Regions from separate parts of the Danio rerio genome. Here region 2 is linked to region 1. A link is a contact called in public HiChIP or PLAC-seq data. All regions are on one chromosome and are shown on one strand. Each heading gives the region's core, a stretch centred on a gene start, on an enhancer-like site or on the middle of the called end of the contact. The rest is flanking DNA. Distances are from core to core; before and after follow the strand shown. Region 1 holds the start of rgs12b (regulator of G protein signaling 12b). Region 2 holds the start of paip2b (poly(A) binding protein interacting protein 2B).

What was found. HiChIP or PLAC-seq counts read pairs in DNA pulled down with a chosen protein or histone mark.
Region 2: an H3K4me3 HiChIP or PLAC-seq map of embryo shows a contact between it and region 1, with 2.9 times the contacts expected there. The contact joins the promoter of paip2b here to the promoter of rgs12b in region 1. A contact is called at or near these places in 1 of 18 Hi-C or Micro-C datasets (caudal fin) and 1 of 4 datasets of contacts at active chromatin or transcription factors (embryo).

The regions. Positions count from the first base shown.
Region 1 is chr1:44,376,201-44,383,293 of GRCz12tu, reverse strand. It overlaps rgs12b (regulator of G protein signaling 12b), which reads left to right and starts at 5,160. Exons shown (of 18, transcript NM_214724.1): 1 at 5,160-7,093. The coding sequence starts at 5,335. It overlaps LOC141386134 (a long non-coding RNA gene), which reads right to left and starts at 956. Exons shown (of 3, transcript XR_012407385.1): 1 at 1-956.
Region 2 is chr1:44,554,617-44,561,392 of GRCz12tu, reverse strand. It overlaps paip2b (poly(A) binding protein interacting protein 2B), which reads right to left and starts at 5,382. Exons shown (of 4, transcript NM_200766.1): 1 at 5,284-5,382; 2 at 4,028-4,185; 3 at 504-677; 4 at 1-190. The coding sequence starts at 5,290. The coding sequence ends at 134. trnae-cuc (transfer RNA glutamic acid (anticodon CUC)) reads left to right here and starts at 5,818; the gene lies at 5,818-5,889.

The DNA of each region.
Region 1 (7,093 bases), core at 3,911-6,410:
TTGCAGGCGCATATCCCATAAGTATCACAGTATGATGCCATGATGGTCTAGCACCGGAGCCTTTTTTTAGTTTTGAAAAAGAATCTTTTTCCCATTGTTATTTATTTAGCGCACTTCTGCAAACTATGGCTGGTAAAAAAAACAAGAAATTGATGTATTTATTTTGATGGATTGTTTTAACGTCATAAATCATGAAGAAACTATAATATAGAAATTAATAAAATATGCAAAATATTCAATTTGATAACTGTATTATTTATTATTATTGTTTAACACATATTGCAGGGCTCTAGTGATCCACTTGACATTTTATTATATATTTACACAGTGCTCAGAATAACTGAGTACACTCCATTTTGAAAATGAATATTAATATAGACAATGTTTCTTGTTGGGTGACGCGGTGGCGCAGTAGGTAGTGCTGTCCAAAGACATGCGAGTCCAAAGTCCAAAGACATGCGGTACAGGTGAATTGGGTAAGCTAAATTGTCCGTAGTGAATGTGTGTGAATGGTTGTTTCCCAGTGATGGGTTGCGGCTGGAAGGGCATCTGCTGCGTAAAAATGTGCTAGATAAGTTGGTTGTTCATTTCTCTGTAGCGACCCCAGATTAATAAAGGGACTAAGCCGAAAATAAAATGATTTAATGAATGTATCTTGTTTCATTTAAACAAAACAGATTTATTAAACAGATATATTTATTAAAATAATATTTTGGTCACCAAACATATTTAGAAGTTGAGAGATAGTACAATTAAATTCAAGCTAAATATTGCAAAAATAAATTACAGCCTACAAAATTTTTCCTTTTTTTTCTTGATTTTTCCTCTTTATTAAACTTGTGTTTAATATTTTTGTAGAAGATATAAATTTGGGTGTACTAGTTTTTTTTTGTTATCGTAGGTTATTTTCTTAAATAAGCTCCAGATTTGGCTTCAGTACTGATTAATGTATATGCACAAATACAATATTGTATAGTTTCCTATTAAAATATGAATTTAAAAGATAGATTTGTAAGGGGTGTACTAATGTATGCTGAGCACTGTATGTATATAGAATATAGAATAGCCAATTTAAAAAAGAAAAAAAAAAGAAAAGGAGAGGAGAGGCATTGTTTTTTGTTTTGATGTTTTATCATGTATTCAAATCCAAATCGATTGTCATGTCAGAACTTAAATATTATAGCTAATAATTTGGTCTTCAAATGATTCGATGAATGTTGTAGAGCCCTGCAATATTGTGATTTTTCCTTTTTTTTATACATGTATATATTTACATGTATAAATATATGTGTCCTTTTTGTCTGTTCTTTTTTAGATTGGATTTTATTTAGGAGTTTAAAAATGCTTCCTTTGGGCAAATTGAATGAATGAATTGTGTGTCTGTGTTTGTTAGTGATGAAACAATTAATTGCCCATTTTTGTTTGTACAAGCATTAGTATTGTATATGTATAGAATTTTTGTAAGTATAGAATAATTACATTTATGTGGACTCAGCAGACACAGTGTCTGACCAGTAATATAAGCTTAATAGGACTTTAATAATCAATTCCATTTTAAGACTATATATATATATATATATATATATATATATATATATATATATATATATATATATATATATATATATATATATATATATTAATAATAATAATATGGTTTCTCCAATCTTCATTCATTCATTAATTTTCTTGTCAACTTACTCCCTTTATTAATCCGGGGTTGCCACAGCGGAATGAACCGCCAATTTATCCAGCACGTTTTTACTCCGCGGATGCCCTTCCAGCCGCAACCCATCTCTGGGAAACACTCAGACACACATTCACACACACACACTCATACACTACGGACAATTTAGCCTATACAGTTCACCTGTACCGCATGTCTTTGGACTGTGGGAGAAACGGGAGCATGCGGAGGAAATCCACGCGAACGCAGGGAGAACATGCAAACTCCACACAGAAACGCCAACTGAGCCGAGGTTCTAACCAGTGACCTTGCTGTGAGGCGACAGCTCCAATTTTCATACTGTGTAATAAATAAATATCAGATCCAGGAATGCCACATTCCTGATTAGATTTATAGTAATCTATATAATGTAAATATTAAAAATCCATTAAAAAAGCTATTTAGCAAATAAAAGAGAATCAATAATATTATTTATTACAAATATATTGAAACATTAATATTTCTTAATTACAAAAACGTCTTTGCTTTCTTAAAATATTATTTTACACTTCAAAGTAATAGGACATTTTAAATTACTTAAAACGGTGTATCTAGTGTGAACTTGGCTGGTACTTTTACTTCATCATTCTATTTTTATATAAAATTTTGGGGATTAACTAAATTATATATCAAAATCCATTGTCGTGTTAAGAAAAGTCATATACTGGTGCTGTCCTTTAAGAAGAAAAACCTCCCTGAGATGTAGATTCCTCCTCCTCCTGCTGCTGCTGTCCACACACCAGCTGCCCTCTCCTTTTGTTTACTCCTTATGCAGCACTAAGGTTACCATGTCATTAAACTTCACATCACGTTTGGACACATCCGTCACAAGTAAGAGCACCAAACTACTTAACGCATAACAATCTATAACTATCTAAGATTTTCTCTATTGTAATGCTCGAAATGTCTTATTTCTTCCTCACAGGAAAGTTTTTGGGAAGTGGCGGCTAATGTTAGCAATGTAGCCATGGGAATTTCTTGTGCCTTTGCGGGTATTAGAACTTTCGGCCTATAGGTAAATGATTTTGTTATTTGATATTATGTTTATCTATATGAAGTTGTCGTTTTATATCTTATAATTAAGTGTTGTGTGAATATATGTTACTTCAGTCAGTATCTACAGACTGATGCCGATAATTTAATACCGTTAGTTACTCACTGGCCAGCTGTTCTTCGCGAAAACCAATACCGAAGCAGCTCGACACACATCCGTTATAAAATATTAAATTCACGAGTACGGTGAAGACTGCGAAGATATTTACGTTATCTTACTTTACTTTTAGTTTTTTTTTCGCTCTTGATGTTTTTGACACCTGTAGCATAACTTTTTGTGGTTAGTTGTCGTGTCTTGGTCAAACTGGGTTTTTGGGTCGATGTGAAGATGACTGACAGCTGTGGTAACCAATGAACGAGGGGAAATGGCTATTGACAGTTCAATTGTCATGGTTACACACGTTGACGCGTGGGCATTCCAACAATAGGGAAAAAGAAGGCGGGAGGGGTAGCAAGAGCGGATGAGTCTTCTCGTCTTCTTGGCATCTGTATGAGAAGAATAAGGACAAATAATCGATGACAAGCACTGATAAATATGTGAGTTTATATATTCTGTCCGTTTCTATAAAATGCTTACTCCACCCAACTTATCTCACTCTTCAGTAACTTTTAAAATCGCGCGGCACGTTAATGGTCCACAAAAGCGCGTGTTGTTTAATCTGCTCAGGTGCCAAAATGTTGTAATGTTATCACACATTGTAATTAACCCAAGTTATGGTAGTCAGTGACAAAAGAGGATATTCAGGTGTCAAAAACATATTGGGAAACATAACGTCTCAATATGTGTGTAACAAAATTATTAACCAGACCACAGCTGGCCTAAACTAACTGTATTTTCTGGATACCAAAATAATTTTTGTTTCTTTTATAGTTAACTCGACAGTATATATGTGAGCTCTTTAGCAACAGTAATATGTCTAATACTGAAATCTAATTGTTGTCATTCATGATTTTTGGAAATTAATGTTTTTGTGTGAAAATAGTAGTTATGGCCATTTATTAAAAGATGGAAATTCATTTTACAGTTATTTCAGTTTGCTACATGCTTCTAAACATTTTTATATACATTTTACTAAAACTGGTCTAATAAACTTGATAAGCTCTTTATTTCATGAATTATTTGGAAATCTAATCACTGTTGTCACATTGATTTCATATATTATTTGCATGAAACTATATTTAAAGTAATAAAATAAGGTGTAATAAACTACTAAATAGGGCTGGGTGATATTGCAAAAAAATATCACTATCTCATGTTTATCATTCGCTGTCGATAATTTGAATATTTTTTTGCCAATTCGTTTAGGAACTGTTAGGATTTTTCTATTTATAAACTTTATTTTAATTTACCCACATTACTGAGTCAAATAGTTTTAATAGTCAAAAGCAAAAATATTTAAACTAAATATCTGATCTCTTTATAACAAAATAAACTTTTATATATTATTCAAATACATATTGCAACATAACAAATTGTGAAGTTAAATGACTACATTACCCCATGCCAAAAATTCTTTCAGTTGGGGTGCTAATGGCTGGGGTCCACAAAAAAAGAAACCAAAAAGTCACTCTGACGACATCCTTACATCCTTTTTTATTTACAATCCCCACACTGCTGCTAGCCACGGCACTCATTTTCACATGTGTTGGTATTCTGACCTGAAGTGGCAAGCACGAGCATGTGGTTTCCTTGACCATTACAATGGGCTCCTCTGGCGTCTCTCTTAACCAAGCGACCATCAATCGTTTTCTCAGAGGATGACAGGTTTATGGAGAAAAGTAAAAAGCACTGCAGTGTTTGGATGTGCTGTGTTTTTCTTAGGTAATTAGTCTAACATTTACCATTACTGCTAAAGTGTGTATATTCCATACAAACTGTGAAGCAGATTGGTAGATTTGGTTAGTTGTACTTGCATAAATCACGGTCCACTTGACGCATTCGAAAAAGTTCCGATGTTTTCAACTAGGGGCTTGGAAAATGCATACTTGCACAACATGTGCATTCTGTAGTTGTTTGTGCATTTCGAGTCATGCAAGTTGCACGCCTCCATTGGAAATGACATTACAAACTTAAACCTTAAGCCACATTTAAATAAAACTATGGTGCTTCATAACAAAACTACATATCAAATATTTTTTTTATCAATATTGACAGTAGTGTTCGGTCAATAAATACCGATATCGTTTTTATCGCCCAGTCCTAATACTAAAATTATTAAATCATAGAATTTTGGTTGTCCTTAAATTTGTAGTTATTTGCCTGTGGATTAGTTAATCAAAACTATTCTCCTTTTTTCTTGTAAACGTGTACTGAAAGTGTTACATCATAAATTTTTCTTTGTGTTTAAATTTGTCGCTAATATGTCTGTGCATTAGTTAATCCAAAACCTTTCTTCCTTTTTTCTTGTAAAGGTGTACTGTGAATATTCAAGCATTCACCATGTTAGTTCCTTAGGCTGGAGCTCTGGAACTGAAAGGATGATATCATTAAGCTCTCCATCTCTGTATTTGTGAAGCCTGTTTCAAAAAAGAGCTAAACAGAGAGCCAAAGAAGGATGTTCAGGCAATCAGAACAAGGCAGGAGGCGTGTAAATGCCCAGCCATCTGCTCGCATTAGAGGAGTGGAGGTTGCAAGGGGGAGAACAGGCTATGGCTTCACACTCTCTGGTCAGTCTCCATGTGTTCTGAATTGCATCCTTAAGGGTAGTCCAGCTGATTATGTGGGCCTTCGCTCTGGAGATCAGATCCTGAGTGTGAATGACATTAATGTGTCCAAAGCTTCTCATGAGGATGTTGTTAAGCTGATTGGCCGCTGCACAGGTGTCCTACACTTAGTCATTGCCGAAGGCAGTCATAAAAACGGCCACGTTGATTCGTGTTCAAGTGATGAAGAACTGGAGTTCCATGACCACAAGAGCCACTGGCTGAGGCCAAAGATGGACTCAAAGACACTAGGCATAAACCGTGCAGAACGTGTTGTAGCAGAGATGCAGTCTGGTGGGATCTTCAACATGATCTTTGAAAATTCGAGCCACTCATCCAGCAGCTCAGAAAGAGCAGTTGCTTGTGCCTCTGCTTCCAAACCAAGGGCTGTCTCAGAGCCAGAATTCCCTTATGTGAGCGTCAACACCCAAAAAAGTGATCCCAACTTGCTCACTGAGGAAGAGATGGCCAAAGTGCTCAATGACGACTCTGTGTTTGTTGATATGTTTGAACCGCAAGATGAATTTGCCCTGTTGCAAACTGCAGACTCTGCAGGAATACTCAATGTTGGGATGATTGTGGGTTACTTGGGATCTATTGAATTAGCTTCAACAAGTGCCAATTTAGAAAGTGACAGCCTGCAGGCAATACGTGGCTGTATGCGACGTCTACGTGCCGAACAAAAAGTGCACTCGTTGGTTTTGCTTAAAGTCATGCATGATTGTGTGCAACTATGCAATGACCGAGGTGCTGTTCTAGCAACTTACCCTGCAGAGAAGTTAGCCTTCAGTGCTGTGTGTCCAGACGACCGCCGCTTTTTTGGCCTTGTCACCATGCAAGCAACAAATGACCACCGCATGTATAGGCATGGTGAGGAGGAGCAAGGCTTACGGACATCTTGTCATGTCTTCATTGTAGACCCGGAACTCTGTCATCATAAAATCCACCAGGGTATTGCCCGACGCTTTGGCTTTGACTGCACTCCAGACCCAGATACTGGTGGCTGCTTGGAGTTCCCACCGACTTCTCAGCCACTTCTACAGTTTGTGTCTGTTCTGTATCGTGACATGGGAGAATCCATAGAGGGTATGCGAGCTCGAGCTTTCCTTGATGGTGACTTAGATGCTCAGCAGAACAACAGCACAAGCAGCAACAGTGACAGCGGCATTGGGAACTTCTTGCCAGAGGAAAAGAACAACCGAGTCCTCTTGGTGGACTTGGGTGCAAATCCTAGTCGACATGTTCCTACAGGACCTTGGGAAAACCCTATGGGATCTTTTTGCCAGGGTGCCATAGGAGGTCTTCCGCCACCACCTCCTCCGCCACCGATCTCACATCGTAACGGATTTCGGCATGAGCAGTTTGTGGATCACCCTCAGCCCCATCCACATTCCCATGGAGACCCACCTCTGCTTTCTGGCAGGCATCTAAACTCCTCCTCACGGCTGGATGTGTCAGGCCTTCCTTCGCGCTCACACTATTCTGCTCATGGCAAGAAAGCGGCAGGGGCATCAGGCCAGCGCTGGCTGCCAGTTCACGTCCTGAGGGATTGGCGTCAGGGACACAGCAGTGATCAGGAGTCTTATGCAGAGTCCACAGACGGATGGTCCA
Region 2 (6,776 bases), core at 4,133-6,632, 180 kb before region 1:
ACCCCCCCACCCACAAGCCCCACCCCATCAAGCCCCACACAACCCCAGGGAGATTGAAGTATGTGTGAGGGTGACCCCCGGCCACCAGCGGTCACATAAAGTCTCTATAAAGGAGCCCCTGACTGGAGGGTCTCTAGTATTTCACACCTGGAACAAACTCCTTGGCTTCTGGGTTCAAGCTGCTCTTGCGCTGTAAAACAAAGAGAGAAGAGCGTGTGAGTGAAAAATGTTTGATGTGGAGACTCAATTTTGGAAGGATGTGATATTTCTTTAATGAGCAGTTCACTTCCAGAAATTACACTTCTAGTTGATGTTCAACATTGACTTCCATATTTCTCTTATAAGAAAATCAATGGTGACCCATTAACTATTTAAGTACCTACATTTTCAAAACATCCTCTTGTGTTCAACAGAAAAAAGCTAGTAGAGGGCGAGTAATTGAAAACTTTTTATCTGGAAGTGAAATACTCAAGCTTTTAAATAATAAGAGCTGTAAGACTTACTGCAATGTCTTCGGCGTTTCCGTCACTGACCGACAGGCCGCTGAGCTGCTGTTGGATCTGCCCTACTCCAGATGGAAGGTCTCTGGCAGGAATGAACCAATCTTGATCCTCCTCCTCCAACATCTCCTGGAAACAGCGTTCAAGAAACTCCTGCTCCAACAGCTCTTCTTCCACCTGCAGGAAAGTGTCAGATGGATCAAATTTAGCATAATGTGGCGACTGGGAGGATTCACATTAAACTTGACATACTTCAATGTTGGTCTGCTGTTAATCATTATAATGTGGTTTGTTGTAAATAAGCCCAAATTGCAAGATTTTTTTTAAACCATTACAGTATTTTTAACTCAATGAAGAAACCAAATTAGATGCAAATGCACGTAAAAAATAAACTGCAAGTGTTAAACTAAACAAATCAGACTATATTTGATGTGAGGTCAATCAATGTTTTAAACACCAGTCAGCTTCGCTGTTACATTTAAGCTAAATTTCCAAAATTAAACCTCAACTTGTGCAGTCTCCATCTCTCTGCCCAGTGCAAACTCTCAATTTGTTTTGTTATTGTACACCAATAAATAGTGATCTGCATTTTAGCAAGTGTCAACCAAGGAAACAAATATATTTACAGCAGAAAGATTCTCAACACATTTCTAAACATAAGTTAAAACTCATTTATAACTCATTGACTTGATATTTTTCAAGATGCTTATATACAGATCAAAGTGACATTTAAAGGCTTAACACAGTTAATTAGGTAGGTTAGGGTAATTAGACAAGTTATTGTATAACGATAGTTTGTTCTGTAGACTATCGAAAAATAGCTTGAAGAGGCTAATAATTTTTGACCTTAAAATGTTTCTGAAAAAGATTAAAAACTGCTTTTATTCTAGCCAAAAAATAAAAACTTTCTATAGAATAAAAATACATTCAGACATACTGTGAATGTTTCCTTGCTCTGTTAAACATAATTTGGGAAATGTTTAACAAAGAAAAGATAAATTAAAATGGGGGGCTAAAAATTCTGACTTCAACTATAAATAAGCAAATAAATGTTTACTGAAGATGTTCTGAAACATAACTAGGCCCACACAGAATCTGAATGTGCAGAAATCTGCAGATTTTGAGCCCATCACTGAGTCCATTTATTTATTAGTGTAAATTTATATTTATTTAGTTTTTAAATAATTTCAGTAATATTATTGGCCAATATGAAAACTTCATATGATTTACTTACAATAAAGTTTGTGACGGAATATCTTTTAATAGATATATTATACGAGAGACTTGAGTGGATCTAACTGCATTTGCATTGTAAACATTAGATACAAGTTGTTGAATGTTTTATTTGTAAAATGTTTTTATTTTTATTTTATATAAAAAGTTTTAGTTATGATACTTCCAAAATCATTCCGCGTAATAGACTTTTTTTTTAACACAATTCTGCACAGAAATATAAAAAAAAAATGTCTGCAGATTCTGTCTGGCCCTACATATAACTAATATTTCTTTCAGTTACGAGTGAATCACCGCTTTGTGTAAAGAGTCTCTGCAAATGACTTTTGTAAATGCACAAACTATACTTCCAAAATAACTAAAGCTTAGTTTTAATGGTTAAAAACCAATTATTTAATTCATACAAAGTTCTTATTGATGATAATATTTTTATCTTTTGTATTTCGATAATATCATTCTTGCTATTCACATTAAACTAAGAACACATTAGTTGGACAGTTTACCCATTCTATGGTAGTATCGTGATACTATGGCAACAAAATACTGGCGATGCCACTGTAGTTTGTAAATGGTAGTATTGCCATTAATGGTTTATCTACAATAGATAATGTTGCAAGTGGAAGTGTCACTGAAATGCTCACACCTTTGTGCAACAATGACCCATTCTATTTTAAAAGTCTTTGGATAACTTTAAGGTTGCAAAACTTTGGAGAATTTGCACCTTTTATGGTAGCCTATTGCACATTTTGTAATGCTTCAGTCCATTTCTGTTCCTGTTAATAAGATTTAGTAGCGACCGCAACGATTTCTTTAAAAGAACAACTCACAAAGTGCAATTTTTGAATACTGATTGAAAAAAAAGATAACACCCAAAATTGCAACAGGAAACATTGAAACATTTTGATCACTACATATAGCCAAATTTTGTTGGAAAAACGCTTTTTTGTAACAAATTTTATTTGGTATAATATGCATCTTTATTTTAATGTATTTTTGTTGGTCAGTTATCTACAACATAAACAAAAAGAATAAATCAATTTTAGGTTAAGTGAAGTGCAAATAATACTTTTTGGCCTTAAGGGGATTTGAATTACATTCAAGTAGGCTTATTGTAACAAAATATAGTATTTCTGACAATTCTCTTCGTAATTTGAGGTATTAATAACAGTACCACAATCCTACTTGGTATTGTGATACTTCAGCTGGTATAGTATCATAAGATTAATTAATGGTAAACGCGACAACCCTTATCTAACACACACACACACACACACACACACACACACACACACACTTAAACTTTCCATATGACTTCCATTTGTGCTCCATTTCAAATATTTTCTTTCCCTTGTTCCCCAAATTCATGTATAGCTATATCCATAAAACTACATTTGGATGCACTTGATTATAAACCATTTTAAGAGATGTAAAAAAAGAAAATAAGACTCTCCAGAAGAAGAAATATTATCAGACATTCTGTGAAAATTTCCTTGCTCTGTTAAACATATTTTGGGAAATATTTCAAAAGAAAAAAAAAAAAAGAAAAAATTCAAATAGGGCTAATAATTTTGACTTCAACTGTGTATGCATGTATGTACATTTATGTATGTGTGTGCGCGCATATATATATATATATATATATATATATATATATATATATATATATATATATATATATATATATATATATATATATAAACATTATAAATATAAATATTAATTAATTGTGCAAGTGTTGTATTAATTACTTTGCACCATAAAAAGCTTTTCACTCATCATAGCACACGTGCTGCTGATGATGTGACAATAAAAGTGATTTGATTTGAGACCGATTCATGTTGTTTCCTAGTCTTAAGATATCCATTAGCTTCATCCAAACCATTCCCTCTACTAATGCACTAGATTAACAAAAAATGAAAAAAAAAAGTATTTAACATTTATTATCAAACATAAAACAAAACATATCCACAATTACAGTCCATGAGATTTAACATAAGGTTAAACAGTTTTAGATCTTTTAATTTTAGAAGTTTTTTGGTTTGAAAGTGACAAATACTACATTTGACTGCTGATAAAGATATAATGCTCTTTTAATACACAAACGGTCACTAATCTGTCGAACCACATCATGGCATCATTTTATTTCAAATACAGGTCAACCAAATGACTGCAACGAGAATTTCTTTCTGAAGAGTCTTTAACCTAATTTGTGAATCCCATTTTCAAGTGTGTATAAACAACCAGCACAAAAGGTGTTCTTTGAGATGTCACACATTAAGCAGCTTCACACTGACCTGTCTATTGTACTCCTCCTCGTTCTCCATCCACATGTACTCCGCGAAAGGGTTTGCATCCCCTTCTTTGTGTCCGTTCACAACATTCTCATCCTTCCCTTGTCCACTGCCGCCTCCTGGTGTCTTTGCTACCTCCGGACTGTTAATATCAGCAGGTTCTGGGAGTGTAAACGCAATGTTAATACTCAAAAAACAGAAATCAACAGCCTCAGTACAGACAGACAGACGACAAAAGTGATGCCTGTGAACACAAGAGACTCGTGAAAAGACATGTTTACATCAACACTCGCGGTACACGGGATAAATGAATGATTTAACTGCATGAAAGCATAATTAACACACATTTTATATAACTATACAGCAATATGATTGGTGTCTTTGTAAAGTACAAACACTAAACACGCTGGCAAATTAGTGGTTTGATGTGGCAAACTCAAGGCAGGATAACGTTTATTAAGCTTTTCTAATGCCCGCTACACGACGCAGTGCGTAACACACACGGTTTAAAGATCATTATATAACTATCTGTTAATAACTATCAGCGTGTTGCATAAATGAGACAAAGAGGAGGTCAGTCGACACCATCTTTCTCCACATGGATTTGATTCATTGTAACGTGAGGCCTGGCCAAGGCTCAAGGGATAACTATCTTTAGTATAAACTATTAAAGAAAGCCTCAAATTAAAACAGCCCCTTTTGCTTACGAGAACAACTTCGTTTGAGTAAAAAAAAGTTAAACACTTGCTCACGTTTGTCTAACGCCCCGTTAGTGTATATTGTAACTATGAAGCTATGCGCGTTAGCACGAGCCACCGCCGACACATAACAACAACAACAACGTTCTTTCCACGTGAAACCCCATTTTATGACCGTACTTAGTAGTGTTTAAAGGTTACCCACCTGCCATTTAAGCAAATGTGGTACTTGTTGTGTTGAATAGTTTAAAAGGCTTTCGTGTGGTAACGTTAAATTAAGTAGCGTGCTAAATGCGCGAGTTAGCCTGCATCGCAGACACATCACTAGGCCTCCATGCTCACAGCGCTACACACAAAACTCTACAAAGTGAGTTTTCATCGGCTTAATCTGCGTTTCACTTAACGTTACATCTGTTGTATTACTTATATTTGCCACTCTACGCATTAATCGAAGGCAACCATTTCACAAAACAAAGAGGGTGAGAGAAGCACACAACAGTTTCAAAGTCAAAACATTAAACATGGCTCTTTTCACAGATATGAGCAGCTAAGAGGACTTACCCGGCATTGTAACGCGTCTGTCGCTCTAATCTATCTCCAAATAAGTCGAGTAAAAGAGGTAATTTTCCTGTTTGCACCGACACCGTTACCTGGCTAGATTTCAAGCCTACGTCAGAGTGCTCATGTGGGCCTTTCAAACAAACACGTCGCGGGCGCGTCCTGTCGGTCATCATCGGTATTTCAACATCTGACTGATTTTTAATTTTTTTTTAGATTTCAACATGATTGCTGCAGGCCCTGCTACTCAATTCAAGCGTGTTTTTGCAAGAAACTGACAATGCAAATTACATTTGTATCGTTAAGCAATTTACATGTTGGTGGTTTCATTAAAAACAATCGCCAAAGATATTGACGATAGGATCTGAATCATGAGCATGCACACATTCATTCACTTTCTTTTGGCTTATTAGTCTCTATTTCAGAGGTCGCCACAGCGGAAAGAACCGCAATAACCTTAAATATTATGGCAGTCAATGATGATATATATGGGCAGTACTTGCTCATACTGGATCTAAACCTATTGATCGACATCTCTCCCTGGTGGTCTAGTGGTTAGGATTCGGCGCTCTCACCGCCGCGGCCCGGGTTCGATTCCCGGTCAGGGAACTTGTACTTTTAAACATATTGGTTTCAGAACTCTTATAAATGCAAACGGACTTAATCCAAACAAGATTAATGTAATAACCCAGTTGTTAATAGCGTTAAATTAAATTATTTTATCAAATCAAATACTTCAGATCTCTGAATTGTGTGAGGGACATCAATACCTAAATTCAAAAAGTATAAACACTCAAGTTGTAGTTAAACAACATACATACATTTATACAAAGTCCCTTTATTAAATAGGGATGAACCGCCAATTTATCCAGCATATGTTTTACGCAGCGGATGCCTTTTCAGCTGCAACCCAAACACTGGGAAACACCCATACACTCTTACATTTACATCACAAAACAGGGAACAATCAACATCGCAAGGCATGTTTACCATTAAAATAAATTAAAATTGTTACAACTGCAACAAGAAGCAAGGTTCCAAAAAAGTAGTATTTGCTTATGAAAATTAGACAACTTCAAAGGAAGCTTTGAACAATCATGATCACATCTTAATACAAATTCAAGGCCACCAGTTTTTTTTAACAAATTATTTGGGATATGATACCATATTGAATAAGGCTTAGCTAAACACTCTTTCAACCATATAACTCTAAAAGTGCCAAGAGGAGATTCAAAATCTAAGGTTTTTAAACCTCCATGTTCATACTCTTTGACCATATGATTTTTACGTAAATAATTTGTTTTATTTTTCCAAATAAATGTTACACTCTTATATTCACACACTACACTTACTCAAATTCAATTAGGTCTTGAAATTATTTAAATAATGTCTTTTGACTTCATGTCTTTTGACTTTTGCACCCGGGGGAACCCACGCGAACACGGCGATAACATGCTCCACACAGAAATACCAACATGGTCCACCCGGAACTTGAA